Linked DNA regions of Mus musculus: regions 2 and 3 are each linked to region 1. Evidence: chromatin contacts called from public Hi-C and HiChIP or PLAC-seq data. All regions are on one chromosome and are shown on one strand. The core of a region is the stretch at or near the end of the contact, and the rest is flanking DNA. Distances in the headings are between cores, read along the strand shown. Region 1 overlaps Lrrc28 (leucine rich repeat containing 28). Region 2 has its middle 33 kb from the start of Gm34079. Region 3 has its middle 6.7 kb from the start of Gm51462.

Region 1 (2,801 bases), core at 262-2,761:
TTTCAGCAAAATATGAAAACTAGCTCCATACATCCGTCCTCTAGTCCCCCAGACACGGGCCATCATGCTCTTTTGTGACTGTATGTGACTATGAAGGTTCAATAAAGGCAGTGGGGTGCTCTGGGGGACCTGTCACCCAGTTACTAAGAAAGGGCTTGCTGCCTGTTCCACGTGGACTCTCAGTTTGTTGTCTCCTAAAATGATTTGTGGAATTGGGATTGCATTGTACTTAGTGCACAAATGAGTGATCTTTTGGAGACCCTGATAGTTCCAATGTGTAGTTAGGATCAGGAACACTCTAGTGGTATATAGCATCTTTATTTTAATATAGACACATTAGTGTATTAAAATGTGTTGTTAAGTTTCAGTCATAATAATGGGTACTCTTTTTTTTTTGTGATTTTTATGTGATGGCATCTGTTCATATTTACATACTGTAGTGAGTGTACCTGCACATTGATTTACAGTTTTTTGGCACAAATGACCTTGAACAAGAATGTTTCCAAAGGAGCTGGGCATGGTGGCATACGCCTTTAATCCCAGCACTCGGGAGGCAGAGGCAGGCGGATTTCTGAGCTCGAGGCCAGCCTGGTCTACAAAGTGAGTTCCAGGACAGCCAGGGCTATACAGAGAAACCCTGTCTCGAAAAACCAAAAAAAAAGAATGTTTCCAAAGTATTGAGTTCAAAATGTGTAATCAATTCATATACACAGAGTGAAGAATGAGTTTTAGAGTGCACACTTGGTTAAATTGTGTCACATAGTTATCAAGTGAAGGCTTACTTCCTGGCAAACACAGAAGCCAGTCCTATGACTGCAGCTTTTGCCAAAAGAAAAGGCTTTGTTGCTTGATTGACTGTCAAGAAGAGCAGACACTCTAGGCTCAGGTCTCTCCTCTGTCAGCCAGTGGTGATGGAACATGGAAGGAAGGAGAGGGAATGCTTGGTGGCCAAGTGGCATGGCAGGGGTGCTTGTTTCTCCTCAGCTTTCCTTGTCTTCTCCTGAGGATGTGATCTTGTCAGACAGCCTGGTCGCTTCTCTTCATAGTATCTTTTGAAAAGCTGGTTTCAAACCTTAGAGTCATTAGTGAAAAGCCCTTAGGTATTTCCTGGAAGAAAAAAATCTCACATCTGAGTGTGTCTGGTCTTAGCTGATTTCAGAACCCACAGGTTAACATTCTGTACAGCACTGGTTTAATTCGGCATAAAAAAAGCCTTCACAATTTTTCTGCTTTTATAATTCTGTTCTTACTGACATTTTAGCACTCACTAAAGATAGTCAAAACATGAAAGAAAATTTCTAAGTTATATTTTAAAATACTTTGGGGATTTATTTTTTTACCTACAATAAATTGGCTGGTTTGAAATCAAGTGTTCTAAAATCGAGTTGTCCTACCTCACAAGAAAATCAGTTTTATTACTGATTTTATTTTTACTGTACGATCTCTGGCAGTCATGGCATGTAGCTCTGAATATATATAGTTTCAGATGGTACCTGGAGTCCCCACCAGAGTGTGCCAAAGATGCTTCAGTGGGAAAGTGTTGATGACTTAGACAAGCCTGGACTTGTAGGTCTTTTTAAAGAAGACTTCTGCTGCTGAGAAGTCAGATTTCTGTGTCTTGGCATCTGAGTATTTCTGCGGAGACGTTAGTGAACATCTAATCTCTATTCTTGGGTTACAGTAAGCATGCCAACTAGAGACATCTTTAAGAGTTTTCTGTTTGTTTTGTTTTAAAGATTATTTTGTTTGGGTATTTTCCCTGCAAGTATGTACGTGCCATATGCACACCTAGGGCCTGTGTAGTGAAGAAAAGGGTGCTTGTTTTCTGGAATTGGAATTATAGACGGTTAGGAGGCACCAAGTGGGTGCTGGGACCCTGTAAGAACAAGTGCTCTCTCTTAATGGCTAGCTGAGCCAGTTAGAATTGTCTTCAGTCCACTTTTACTGTTTAGAAACTAAAACTGATCTTTCCTTTTACACAATAGGTATTGATTTTTCTTTACACAGTAAATATATTTCTGAAAACCTAAATAATTTAATGAACTAGATGTACTAGTAATTTTAAAAAAGATTTATTTATTTACTATATATAGTGTGTTCTGCCTACATGTATGCTTGCACACCAAAAGAGGGCCTTACATCTAACTGAAGGTGGTTATAAAATATCACATGGTGTTGCTGAGAATTGAACGGGAATCTGGAGTAACCTCTGAGCCGTCTCTCCAGCCTATGGAACTAGAAATTTTTTAATGAGGTTAAATACCTTATGATTTTTTTATATTAATGATTTTAAAATGACTAAATCAGAAGATATATTTAATATTTGTTATTTAGCATATTACTCTCAAAGCATTAGCTGTTGTTATGTCTGTGTGTTTTGGAAGTTTTGCTTATATTTGATAAGTTTTCAAACAGAGCTTGTATTAGCTGGTTATCTGACAAAATACTGAATAATGACAGCAACTTTCCCCTCCTTTTGTCACAGGTACCTTCACTCAAATAACATAGTTGTGGTTCCAGAAGGTAAGCATACTTATAATTCTTAGTTTGAAAACAGTGTCATTTATATTTTGCTTTATAAAAATTTGATGAGCCCCGGACCCTGTCTTTCTATCTCTAGCTCCTTAAACCTATTTTGGTTGGTAAGTTAGGGAATTTTAATTTAAAGGACTTTCAATTTATTTGCTTTAAAATGTAAGTCCAGCTAAGACAGATTAAATGGAGACATCTAATAAGACAATAAATGGCCAGGAAAATTACTAGACAAACTGCTGTTGGGAAATAGTAAACTAAGTACTTGG
Region 2 (2,837 bases), core at 307-2,806, 130 kb after region 1:
GGGGCTAATGTTAGCAGAGCTTACCTAGAGGGACAATGTGTGGAGGAAGTGATAACATGGCGCTTACTGGCACACAGTAGGGGGTTTGTAAATGTTGGTTTCCTAAGTGGTGGTCCCATGTAAGGGCCAAGAGCCTTCGGTGGGCTCCCCTCTTCCTGAAAGTATCATAGCCTCCCCAAAGTGCCACACTGGGGACCAAACCTTTAACACGTGGGCCTTTGAGATTCAAACCAGAGCATGGGGTGACCACTGTAGGAAATGTGGGTCCTTGATGTGACAGAAGAGTGGACAAAGCTGGATAAGAGAAACCCAATCACGGCGTCTAATGGAAAATAGCTGTCTCCGTTTGCACTGACACACAAATCAGGCCTGCGAGGATATAGGCCAAGGCACTGACCTGAAGTGTCCCAGCCACAACAGTGGGGGACCACACTTGTCTGCTCAGGGCCAGCAGCCAGGACCTACGATCCTCAGAGTCACTGCTACCTACCTGTTCCTGTGAGCTGAGCCACTTGGCCCTCTGGCTCCAGAGGCCACCTGCTCCCAGCTTCAGGAGGTCCGGCCGCCTGACCTTTCCCTCTCGATGTCTGCTGTGTTGTGATCAGGCTTGGCAAGATTCACTGGGAGAGCGGGAGGGGCTGTCCTCAGATCTGACATTGTTTCAGGATCACTTTGCTCGAGCCTCAAGCATCTGATAGAAAGCAGAGACCCTCCCGAGTATCGGATACTCTCCACGGGGCCTTGGGTGGATGGCAGGGGTGGTGTGAAGGGCAGAAGCTCTCCTGGCCCATCTGTGCCCAGAATGCTTCAGCCCTGCCCTCCTGCCAGCAGTGAGCTTGGGTTTTGTAGCTCGGGCCAAATGCCAACTTGGCATGAGGATCTGGGCTCCAGCCTGAGTCTGCCTTAGCCAATTTAGAAGAGATGGTGGTCACTCTTCTTGGGCAGGGACCATGCAACTGATCCCACCCTGGGGCTGGGAAGGAAGTTGCCAGGTCTGGGGTGAATGCTGTAAGCCTTAAGGCTGCCCTCTCAGATCATCCTGACTGGGTTGTGGAAGCGGGGTGCGGGGGTGGGGGTGGGGGGCAGATGCTCAGAACCACTTTCCAGGTCTTCATCTTCACATACCAGGATAGGCTGGGGCATGCGGGCGTCTGCCTGCTCCTCAACCGTGCCCTGTCTCCTGTACATGTGCAGGCCCCACCACAGAACCCCACCAGGCTCAGGGAGCTGGCCGACAGCTCTGGCTCCGTACGTGCATTGGCTTGGGTTACAGCCCAATTTCTGATCCAGGCTGTCTGCTGGGCATTTCAGGTCAAGCACGCCGTCCAGCTACATCTGTGGCTGGCAGAAGGCTATGGCGCTGTTTGTAGGTTCTGCTGGTCCCTTCCTAGTCTCCACTCCCCTGTGAGTGTCCTCAGGGGACGCTGCTCCTCTGCTCTTCTCTGTGGTCTTCCACCTTTGCATTGGTGCAGCCTTTGTGTGGCTCAGCAGAATCTGCTGGCCTGCCCTTGCCAGGCCACAGCCTTGCCTCGTGGTCATCAGCATTGATTAAGCAGTAACTGTATACTCAGAGATACAGAGCACAGAAATAGAGCGGATGCCTGAGCGCAACCTTTGGTCCCAGCACCAGCACGGGAAAAGCACCTGCAGTCAGAGATGTAGTCACTGGATTCTCAATCACTTCCAGATGTGCAGGAGCCAGCCCCATTTCCACATGAGGAAATGGGCTATGGGGGCTCTTGGGATGGCAGCAGAGGTGTGATTATCACCCAGCTGTTTTGAAATCATCTTTTTCATTATCCCACAGCACAGCTGCTACCTCCTCTGCCTCTGCTTCCTCCTCCTCCTCCCCCTCCCCTTCCTCCTCTATCCCTCCTCCCCCCTCTTTCTCCTCCCTCTTCCTCCTCCATCCCTCCTCCTCCCCTTCCTCCTCTTCTTCTTCCCCCTTCTCTTCCTCCTCCATGCCTCCTCCTTTTCAACCTTTTTGCTGTGATTTGGAAACGGGTGAGGCAAGAACTCTCCCGAGCCATCAATGCAGACACCGGTGAACCAAGGTGTGAGCACAGCTGAAGCAGTCCAGGGGCTCTCTCAAGCGAGAGCCCTCAGCAGAAGGTGAAGCCAGAAGGCCCAGGAACATAGCAGAGGCACCAAGAGGCATCCCTGGGGCTGTTCCAAGGGGGACATCTCAGGTGGCCGGATGAGGTGAGAACAGTGCACAGGTTGCATAGAGTCCCATCCTGCAGCAGACTGGCTGGGCTGAGGGTAGAGAACAACATGGAGGCTTACGAGTGTAGTCTAAGTGGGGGGGAGGGTACTCTGACTGGTTTGCCCTGGAAAGAAGATCCCTGAGTACATCCAAAATGGGGTAGTCAGAGGAGATGGTGTAGGAGACTCTCCAGTTGTAGCACCTGCTGCTCCCCACGTAGAAGATGGCATGCACCTAGAAATTGTATTTTAAAACTTGGAGTCACCCCAATGATTCAGTAACGAGCGTGGCACATCGGTCTGCTGATGACAATGCATTCCTCCCAGGTCTCCACGGACTTTTTCCTTTCCAGGGTGGGCTCCATGGCACTGGTGCCCTGGATCAGCAGCCATGCAGAACTCCACAGATCCCCCTCCTGCATGCAGCCACTGGGGACTCCCACCCCTGCCCTCACGGGCTGTTTGGGGTCTCTGTTCCCAGACTTCTCTCTGGTAGAGCTCGGCTGATGATCAGTTTCGAGTTGTGAATACAGTTACCTACAGCCACCTCTCCCCTCTGCGTCCTTGGCTTCTCTGGTTTGAGTCCTTCCTCTCATCCCCTCCTCTTCATACTCAGGCTCCTGTGGAGGGTG
Region 3 (2,848 bases), core at 286-2,785, 190 kb after region 1:
GAACACTGAGCCATCTCTTCAGTCCTCGTTCCTTTGAAATCTTAATGGAAACTTAACTTTTGCTAATGTTAACTTTTGCAAGCTAATGTGTCCTCCGAATGAGATGATATAGTGGGGAGAAAAAAACAGTGACCTGGAAGTCACTACTAAATCTTTTTCTATCTACTGAATAAGAGTAGAATCACATACAGATTTCCCCCATCATTTTCTTCTCCTTCTTTCCAGGTGTCACCTTTGGCTAGGATGCATTCTGGGATGAAATGAACAGTATAACTGTGACAAAGATCCTCAATGCTCATAGGCTCTAGAACATGGACACCCACTGTCCTACACCTTTGTCTGTGATCCCTAGGTAGTCAGGTTGAAGCAGCTGCCTCTATGACTTCTCACTCTATTATCAAGGCTCCCCAACACATCTATGCTCCCTGGGTGCTATAGAAACATTGGCTGTGCCACCCTGGGTTGGTGGGGGCTCGAAGAGACCAACCAGGGTCATCTGCTAGGTTCTCAGCTATCTCCACTGTGGCACTAGGGTGTGCATGGGTGTCTCCAAGGGACATTTGTGCCCTGTACCTTTCTGTTCACTTATTTGTTTAAGAAGTCAAAACCTTGGGTTACTAATAGCTATTATCAGTGCTACATAGTTTATATAGCCCCTTTGGAAATTCAGATGGATTTCTCTCCCTTTTCTTGTGTAGAAGATGCTTGGAGTTCCACAAAGAAAATAGGATGAAGAGAAGGAGCTGTGATGAGCTTTGAGGCAGGAGACAGAAAAGCAACCAACAGACACCAATTTGGACTAAATTGGGGAAGAGGGGATCTTTCAAAAGGATACCAGGTAGCTAAGAGAACCACACAGAGGTCTACAGCACAGGCACAAAGCTGATCTTTGGGAAGCATGGAATCAAACCACAGCACAGAGATGGCCTAACCTCAGCACTTACACTCAATGCTCTTACTTCTTCTGTCTCAAGAGCTGTGCTCAGCAGCTGCCACTAACCCTGTGATGACTACCATCCCTTTCTTCCTGAGTCAGTTGTGACATCTGAGCCCAGTGGCAAGGCACCCAGGGAGGAGGAGATGTTGCTGGACACACCACCTTTGGATGGCTGCTTTTACTCTACACAATGATTGCCACACATCACCAGTGCCAGCCCCAGCCCCAGCCCCAGCCCCAGCCCCAGCCCCAGCCCTTCTGTGGTTGTGGCAGCAGTGAAGGTTCTCTAAGCCAAGAGCAAGGTTCAGATGCTGAGAAATGAAAACGAATCTCTTTTCCATAAGACATCCAGGGTTAGGTTGCTAAGAAGGTTCTCTGGTTGTCTCCAAGATGCTCCACCCAAAGATCCAAACCACATGGCAAGTGGGACACTATGGAGCCACAGAGATTTGGTAACAAGGAGGAAGCATGTAGGAGTGACCTGGGTCAAGGGAAGTGCAAGGAAAGAGCCTTTTGAGAGGTCTGGAGTGAGTCAGAGAAAGGAGCCCTGCCCCTAGTGCTGCTGAGAGAGATGAAGAAACAGAAGGAAGTGCCACTGTGACCAGTGGGTGCCACTACCTGACAACAGGCTGCTTAGTGATGGACTGCTCCACCCATTCCCCCCTCCCATTTTCTCAGAGGTAAAGTGACACAAACTGGCTTCTGTCATACTAGGCTTACACGAGCAAAGAAAGAACTCAATGTTTGGGTGTGACTGCCAGGGACAACCTGCCATCCCTTGCACGAGGAAAGAAAGGTAGGGAGAGCAAAGGCTGGTGAAGGGGAAAAGCCCCCATGGGTGGTGAAGGCAGCACCCTGTTACTCCACATAGAGACCTTTCAAAAGCCATTACCCCCAAGGAAGCAATTCTTACTGTGTGGGGTGGGGGTCAGGGAGAGCCAGCCACCAGATATCAAAGCAGACACAAGACAGGAAGAAAAGGAAGTATTTCCACATACCATGCTTCCGTTTCCTGCCTTGGAGTTGCTCCGGTCAGCCTGGCTGGGTGGCCCTTCCTGTCCTTTTCTAAATCTCAAGCCTGTCTGTGTCTCCTGTTACCCTGTTTGCCGATACCACAGACTTCCTTTGAGTAGAAACAAAAGTCACATCAGTTTGGGTGGTTGACAGGGGCCATTCGAAGATATATCTGTTGCACTTAACACACAAACGGGGCCAAACTGAGGGCTAGGTAAAGGCTCAAAACATTCAACTGGAAATGACACCCTGCCCTGGAACACGAATGTCAACAGGCAAGTCACCTCACAACATTCATTTCCCAGGATTCCAAACGCTCCACACTCAGTGACCAGTTATTGCCTCAGACACAGCCCATGCCACTTGGAAAGGCCAAGATATTCAGGAGGCCACAGTGTCACAAGCCAACAGGAAACACAGAGGCTGTATCATTGTCATAATCTCTTTGTTCTGAAAAATTAAACTCAGGAAGAGAAAACTCCGATTCAAACAGATCACTTCTGAACCCTGAAGAGGACCTGCTCTGTGAATTCTTTCAAAGGTCATTTTAATAATCCAAACCAGCCACATAACCAAGAAAGTATTCTAGCCTAGAGCAGTTGAAAACACCCCCCACCCCAGGTAGACGCTGGTTTGGGGAATGGGTAAGGCATATACTTTTAGAGCCTCAATTCCAGATAATGGGATGTTTCTGTTTGTCCCTTCATGGCACACTAGCTGTGGGTCTTTTACTGGACACAATCACCCTACATCAAGTTGAATAAATCATAAACACAACACAAAAGAAACTCATAGATGAACAGGGAGGATGCTTCACTACACAACTACATCAAAGGCAGGAATGTAGCTACCAGATCAAGGACAAACAGCTAGGAGAGAACAGAAGAGAGAGGCGGC

What was found. Hi-C and Micro-C count contacts between places; a contact is called where the count stands out from the background. HiChIP or PLAC-seq counts read pairs in DNA pulled down with a chosen protein or histone mark.
Region 2: a contact with region 1 is called in an H3K27ac HiChIP or PLAC-seq map of heart atrium, with 6 read pairs. The contact joins two enhancer-like sites. A contact is called at or near these places in 2 of 484 Hi-C or Micro-C datasets (Sertoli cells and embryonic stem cells) and 2 of 115 datasets of contacts at active chromatin or transcription factors (heart atrium and microglia).
Region 3: a Hi-C map of the Ba/F3 cell line shows a contact between it and region 1, with 3 times the contacts expected there. The contact joins two enhancer-like sites. A contact is called at or near these places in 5 of 484 Hi-C or Micro-C datasets (the Ba/F3 cell line, the C2C12 cell line, nephron progenitors and 1 more) and 2 of 115 datasets of contacts at active chromatin or transcription factors (CD8 T cells and microglia).

Annotation. Positions count from the first base shown.
Region 1 is chr7:67,618,796-67,621,596 of GRCm38.p6, reverse strand. It overlaps Lrrc28 (leucine rich repeat containing 28), which reads left to right. Exons shown (of 10, transcript NM_175124.5): 4 at 2,486-2,523. Among named protein-coding and RNA genes, the nearest start is that of Lrrc28, 25 kb to the left of the region's middle. Within about 2 kb of position 1,511, at least 37 of the 459 cell types and tissues checked have an H3K27ac peak or open chromatin away from gene starts, as enhancers often do. A contact at or near this core is called in the Ba/F3 cell line and heart atrium, where this site is marked.
Region 2 is chr7:67,485,985-67,488,821 of GRCm38.p6, reverse strand. No RefSeq gene overlaps it. Among named protein-coding and RNA genes, the nearest start is that of Gm34079, 33 kb to the left of the region's middle. Within about 2 kb of position 1,556, at least 38 of the 459 cell types and tissues checked have an H3K27ac peak or open chromatin away from gene starts, as enhancers often do. A contact at or near this core is called in heart atrium, where this site is marked.
Region 3 is chr7:67,424,453-67,427,300 of GRCm38.p6, reverse strand. No RefSeq gene overlaps it. Among named protein-coding and RNA genes, the nearest start is that of Gm51462, 6.7 kb to the right of the region's middle. Within about 2 kb of position 1,535, at least 61 of the 459 cell types and tissues checked have an H3K27ac peak or open chromatin away from gene starts, as enhancers often do. A contact at or near this core is called in the Ba/F3 cell line, where this site is marked.